Regions from separate parts of the Mus musculus genome. Here region 1 is linked to region 2. A link is a contact called in public HiChIP or PLAC-seq data. All regions are on one chromosome and are shown on one strand. The core of a region is the stretch at or near the end of the contact, and the rest is flanking DNA. Distances in the headings are between cores, read along the strand shown. Region 1 has its middle 7.5 kb from the start of Gm38557. Region 2 has its middle 120 kb from the start of Gm31715.

The links. HiChIP or PLAC-seq counts read pairs in DNA pulled down with a chosen protein or histone mark.
Region 1: a contact with region 2 is called in a CTCF HiChIP or PLAC-seq map of the NIH/3T3 cell line, with 5 read pairs. The contact joins two enhancer-like sites. A contact is called at or near these places in 1 of 15 datasets of contacts at CTCF or cohesin (the NIH/3T3 cell line) and 1 of 9 other capture datasets (embryonic stem cells).

What each region holds. Positions count from the first base shown.
Region 1 is chr13:107,961,896-107,965,265 of GRCm38.p6, reverse strand. No RefSeq gene overlaps it. Among named protein-coding and RNA genes, the nearest start is that of Gm38557, 7.5 kb to the right of the region's middle. Within about 2 kb of position 1,650, at least 46 of the 459 cell types and tissues checked have an H3K27ac peak or open chromatin away from gene starts, as enhancers often do. A contact at or near this core is called in the NIH/3T3 cell line, where this site is marked.
Region 2 is chr13:107,327,026-107,330,465 of GRCm38.p6, reverse strand. No RefSeq gene overlaps it. Among named protein-coding and RNA genes, the nearest start is that of Gm31715, 120 kb to the right of the region's middle. Within about 2 kb of position 1,250, at least 19 of the 459 cell types and tissues checked have an H3K27ac peak or open chromatin away from gene starts, as enhancers often do. A contact at or near this core is called in the NIH/3T3 cell line, where this site is marked.

The sequences.
Region 1 (3,370 bases), core at 401-2,900, 630 kb before region 2:
TCTGGAGTGTCTGAAGACAGCTACAGTGTACTTATATATAATAAAAATAAATAAATCAAAAAAAAAAAAAAAAAAACAGTGTGCCCCTTCCTTGGGCACTTAGGTCCAGCAAATAGGACACGGGAGGCAGCACCTCCTCTGCCCTCACCTTCTCTTCCCAGAACCTCACTTCATGAAAATTCAGAGCTACAGTACAGTCTCATGTCATTCTCTGCTGCGTGATCTATACTCAAAGCTATCCTTCTTTTCAACCTTGTCTCTGAAGAGGGAGCAGGAAGAGACAGTATGGGCTCAGCTTAAGAGTGGGAATAAGACAGGAGGCCACCGCAAGTTCACCAGCCTGAGAGACTGCCTTGAGCCTCGCCTGGAGGCCCTCAGAAAAGCAAGGTCATGGGCAGGGTCCACCCAAGTTCTCGATAATAAGTGGAAAAATATGCAAAGCAGTGAGTTCACACAGCAGTTCAGACATTCTTGGAGCATTACTGAGAATTATTTTGAAAGCATACAATCAGATTATTGAGGGGCCCGTTTGTCAGCGAGCCACAGCCGAAGCTCTGGGAAAATGGGAGTCTTTCCTAAACCTTGTGGTGGCCAGGGTCATGGGGAGACGCTTGACTCCCTGTAACAGGGCATCTGTGCCTTTTCTGTCCCACTGTCTGAACAGCTCAAGCTGTCCTGCTTGCCTGTTTGATGATGGCTGCCACCAAAGCTACAATCAGCACATCTAATGTCACAGACCCCGGATCCTGAAACCCGGGGGCCGCCTTCAGGGCCAGAGTGCTAAAGTCCAGCAGAGAAAGGGCAGCTGTTCTAAAAGGTGTGGGAGAAGCGGGGGTTGAGACAGACACTATATGGCACCAGGAGGGAATATGAGTTAGAACAGTGACATAAATTAAAGTTAATACTACTTCTATATAATAACATGGCTTCGTGGCCCCACTCACTGCAAGCATTGAGCTGTTCCTTAAAAATAGAATCGATCCTACCATCTTTTCTCAGGGTTCCTAATCCGTAACTCAGCCTTGTAGAGAGGCAACAAGGACTGCCCTGGGGCAGGCAAATAGAGTCAGGCGTTTCTTTCTTGACCATGGTTGCTTTCAGATAAGGAGTGAGGGACAAGTATCAAATATCATCCAATTAACATGCACTACTCTTCAGTTTTCAAGACAGGCTGGCTTTGTAGCCTCCGATCTGAATGAAGTAGGTAGTGCTATCCTGTCTTCCGGAAAGGAAATGGAAGTTCAGAGAGGTGGCCACTGGGCTACTGTTGGATCCCCCAGGCCTCTGTAGCTATTGGCCTCCAGGAGACTCTGCAGTACCAGGATTTCATTCTGAACTCAGAAACTTAATCAGAACTTCAACAGTCCACATGCTGCTGTTCTTTCCCTGGCCCTGCTAGGGCATGGTGCGGTACGGGGGTAGAGGAGGAGGTGTGGGGTTGCTGAGAGCCCTGGAGTACCTGCTGTGCCTTCTCTTTCAAAGCCGGACAAAGGAGCCCTTGCCCCAGGACCAGGGTGATTGCAACTTGGCAAAGGAGAGCACACCTCTGCACCTTCCATGTAGATGTTATCTCGCCAACCTTCCCCGTGTCCCTGCAGGCATGTGGTCTGGCCTCTGTCCATCTAGAAGAGGCACTGAGTCGTCCTGTGTACCCTATGACTCGAGCCGTAGCTACTTTAACTGTTTTGCCAGGGTTGAAAAGGTCCTTTAAAGGAAATGACTGGAGTTCAGGAGACGAAGGCCGGTTGTAGTCGAATGCTGGGGACAAACACCACTTGTTCCTGATTGTTAACAACAGGAGATATTCACTATAAGGACACTGAGTAATATATAACTGTGCTCGTTTTATAGAAAACTGAGGCTCATAGCTGTGAAATACCTCGCTTCAGATACAGTGGCATACAATGGCAGAGTATATTTTGTTCCCGGTCCTCACAGGCTGAAGGGACAATGTGAGGACCCAAACAACACAGTCTAATTGGCACTAAATCAGCATGCAGAATTCCCTCAGCTGCTGGAGGCACCAGCCTGAGGCAGAGGTGTGGCAAAGGGAAGGCAGTGATGATCACAGGGGACTCTTCCAGGCTCCGGGCAACACGTCTGACACCAGGGAGGTCAGTCCAAACTCAGAGACATTTTCACACACACAAACACACACATACACACACACCCCGGTGTGGTGAAACATCAGGCCGTGGTGCAGAGGGAGTCAGTCGCAAAATGAAGATAAGAACTGAGCATGGCGGGCACCCATACAATCCTAGCAAAGAAGGCAGGGGATGGGAAGTTCAAGGTCACCCTCTGCTTCATAGGGAGTTTGAGAACAGTCTCAAGAAGTGGAAGAGGGAAGGGGGAGGGGAATGGGAAGGTATATGCTAGGTCAGGGGAGCAGGGGGGCTGGGACAGAGCTCCAGCTGCCAAAACTGGCTGTTAGCTGAAGCTGTTCTGTTAAAAACTCAGTGCCAGGGAGAGGCTTGTTCATCTGGGATGGCATGCTACCTTTCAGTACACTCTTCCACACAGCACCTACATTTTAAGATGTGTCCTGTAAGTTTTGGAAGAAAAAGAAATCCCCGGTGACCATCTCAGTAAACAAAGCAGCGTGGGCACAACCAAACCCATCCTTTTAAACGCTGTTAATATGCTTTGATCGTATTTACGTTCGCTGCTGGGTTAGCACAATGGCTGGAGAGTAATAGCATTTCTATAAATTGGTTGTGTGTATGGAGGGGGAATAGCTATTGTTTCAGGTCAAATATGATCCAGCCCCATAATTTCATCTAGTAAATCAACCTGCAATGCCATCATTTGAGTTATCTGAATACCTCTCTTAGTCCAGGTCTTAGACCTAGGGAGCCCATGGTCCCAAGCAGAGCTGCTCCGTGGCAGACATGGGCAGAGGAACTGACCAAATCACTGAAAGTTACTCCTGTGTCCTAACAGGCAAATGTGGATTGGAATTAGCATCAGCCTTGCTAATAAGCACCCGGGAAATAATCAGCCACTGTCCCCGAGGCTACATTTCTCATGCAATGTCCTTGTTCTGGGCATGTGACTAATTGCCAAGCTCTGATAAAGCAGTGTGTGTTCAACGTAAATTACACACTGGATGCCAGGCTGCCGCTTCAGCCTGATAGTGCTGGAACAGGTATTTCCAGCTTTGCAAGGTCAAGCCTAGAGCTTAATGATGCTTATGCAGGTCTCTAGCTGACCCTCTGCTTCCACTTCAGGAGCCTCTCTCCTCCCCAGAACCATAAAGCTACAAGCTGCAAGTGACTGTCTGCTTATTCCCATTGCTTTTAGGTAAGTGAATCAATATATGTTTCAGAGACTTGCCCTGGCCCCATCTTGTCTTTTTCCAAAGGACAGA
Region 2 (3,440 bases), core at 1-2,500:
AGCTCAACTATGCAATATAAGGTGGACCACTACATGCCTGTTGTTATCAAAGAATTCTTCATCATGTGTCTTTTCATGTGCTTGCTTTAGAAGAACATCCTTTCACCTGTTTCTGCTTCAGGAAAGCACACCTTCACATTTGCCCTAGCAGAACATCATCCAACACAACTGACTCTCCAAAGAACCCTTAAGTTTCCACTTTAGAGGGTACATTAGCTTACACTGTGTGTGTGTGTTTGTGTGTGTGTTTAACTGAGAAAGATAAAATTATGTATATGTCAGTTATAGCCAAAAAAAGTCAGGCATCTTGGCACAATATTTTCCACTATAGTACAGTTTATATAACTAAGAAGATTATAAAACTTTTATTTTGCATCTCAGCCACTTTTTCAGCAGTATATGTAAAGTAGAAGCATAAATATATTGTTTATTTAAACTAAGCCTTTGATTGTAGTTCAGAAGTTCAAAGATTACTATAGAAAGTTGGTAAGTGGATCCCTGGGGCAATAGGAAACAGGTTTTTAAATTTTATTTATTTTATTTTTTGGATCCCATAAGACTCATTTCCAAACCCTATGGGGTTTTATCAAGCTGAGCTTTGAGTATCCTGATCTTTTCAGACTCCAATTAACTTATGCTGTTCTTTGGGTTTTAATTCTGCCCTGCCTTGCTCATCTCCAGCGAGAAGAAAACTAACATTGGAAACATGGTTTAAGCAAAGTGGTGACTGGGAAATTTCTTTTTTCAAAGGGGGGAATTGGGTTCCCAAGGGAGAGAACAAACATCCTAAGCTACTTGGACTACTACAAACAGAATCTGTGATAATGTCAAGAAGCAGAATATGGGGCAACAAGAAAGGAGGACACCTACCCAAAGAAGCAGAGGCAGCGTCTGGCCAGCCCGCTGAAAGTGAGTACATTTATAGCTCTGGGAAGAGCTGGCAAAGATAGCTTTCCTTTCCTGTCCCTCAGCCTTTCTGCCCGGGTCCACAGCTTTGTTGCACTCATTCTGTTCCTGTCAGGCAATTCTGAAGCCATTGAAAGACGATTGGTTTTTGTTCCTGGCAACCCGTAGCCACAACCAGCAAATTTAAACTCCTGGCTAGCTTCAAAGAGCAAGAGAGAACAGGGGTATCCTGCGTCCATGTGGGAGGGAGGTGACTCTGAAGTTTTCATAGAGAAGATAACCATTGCACATGGGCAGGCCAAACAGGCCTTGGAAAAAGGCCTTAGACTTGAGTCAACCATGAGTAAGAGTCTATGAGCACAGTGACTACAGCTAGTTACACGCTTAGCAAGACTTAGACTAAACATTGTGGCCTGTGTGCTTTCTCTGGTGTTTATTATATCCCATTTGTAGAAGTATCCATAACATTTTTAGAATTTTTCTGTACATGCAAGTTTATAACATTTCATTTCTATGCATGCAAATGGCCAACGTGAATCAGTGCTTACCCTAATACCCATCACTGGACGAAGCACTTGTCTTCTCTTGGTTTAATTTTACAATTGTAGAAGAAAATGCCTCATTCCAATGCTTATTTGTTGAAATAGTGTAGAGTTCTGTCATTCAGCTGATGTGAAAACCAAGGATAACTTGCCTTGGGGGTTATGCAACTAATAAACTATGGCATAATTCCACTCAGAGGTATTTTTAGGTCCCAAAGCCACGTTCTAAATCCTTACCCAGTAGAATTCTGAGAGCAAAGTTTCAAGTCTAACTCTGCTAAGCCTCAGACTCCACAGTTGGTTTAATGAGAGGTTAGGATGCTATGACTGGCCAGTTCTGGGATGGTATGGTCTCTTGAATCAAAGCTTGCTAACTTGGCAGAAAAAAAAAAGGAGTGTTCCTGGGCCTCCTCCACCCTGGCAGCTCTGCTTAAAGACACAGGGCATGTAAGGTAGTTTTGCTCTTGATAAAATGAGCCCGAGATCTATAAGCTGGCCTCAGCCTTTTGGCGAAAACTCTGAATATATGGTAACCTATATCTATATTTTTCTTCAGATACAGTGAGTCTTAGAATGTCTACCTTCTTAGAAAAGAGTCTCTCTCTAGAGTTCACGTACCAGCAACTACCTCTTTTTTCTTTTCCTATTTTTGTTTTTGGTTCTGTGGCGGGGGCTTTTTGCCTTTTCTTAAAACAATAATTCTCATAAGAGATGTAAATACTCTTTTCCCTCAATAATCTTGAGGCATGGGTTCCAGGAAGCTCATGAATACCAAAACTCATGGATGCACATGTCCCTTAAGACATATCTGCATATAATCTACAAACATCATCCTATGTTCTTAAAACTATCTCTAGATTGCTGCTAATATAGATAGTTGGCATATGATTTTCTTTAGGAAATAATGACAATGATGAAAAGGGCTTGGACACGGTTCATCTAGACCTTTTTCTCTCAATATCTTTAGTCTGTGCTTAATGGACTACGCAGGTACAAAACCTGTAAATACTGAGGCCCACATCTGCATGCTGCTACCATTTCCTCATCTCTCTCTCTCTCTCTCTCTCTCTCTCTCTCTCTCTCTCTCTCTGTGTGTGTGTGTGTGTGGGGGGTATGTCACACATGTGAGAATAGCATCCATGTGAAGACCAAGAGTTGACATTGAGCATCCCCCTCAGTCGTTCTCTCCTTCATTCACTGAGGCAGAAACTCTCATTAAACCAGAAACTTGGGATTTGACTGGTCTAGCTACACCTCTAGCCAGCATATCTTGGGGAATCTCCTTACTTCTCCTAAGCTAGGGATTATAGGCAGATCACCATGCATGCCCAGGTTTTTAAAAATCATATGTATTGAGGAATGCATGACATGTGTAGGTGTGGGAGTCACAGGTTGACCTGCAGGAGCCCATTCCTTTCCTTCAACCAACGATGTGGATGCCAGGAATCAAATACAGACAAATACTCTATGTATTCAGTCGTCTCTCCAGCCACATGCCTCCCAGTGTTCTTTTTCAATCTGCTCCAACTAGGTTTCCACTGTCAGTCAACAGAAACCTCTCTTGTCAAGCTCTCCATCACCCTCCATAACATTCTTCATCTGGCCTCTCAAGAAGTGAAACTTTAGTGGTAGGAAATGGAGAAATATAAAACAACTAATGAGTACCTAAAGACAAAAAAAATACATACTTATGGAAGGTCTTAATTGGAACTCAATAGCTGAATGTTAAAAGTATGAGTATGTATATTTTCATAAAGTCTCTTACTCTTCCAAAAGTCTCTTTTTATGGCACTGCTATTTGCTGCATTAAAAAATGGCAGTTACTTAGTATATATTTTACTTCAATAAATATACCCTCCCATTTTACTACTGCTCTATCTAATTGGAATATACACCAAGAGTATGTGAAAATGTTTAAAACTACCTAGACCAAAGGGAATCACAATGGTTTCTAGCTGCAGGAGTTCATCTGAATTGCCTTTTCCATATTCA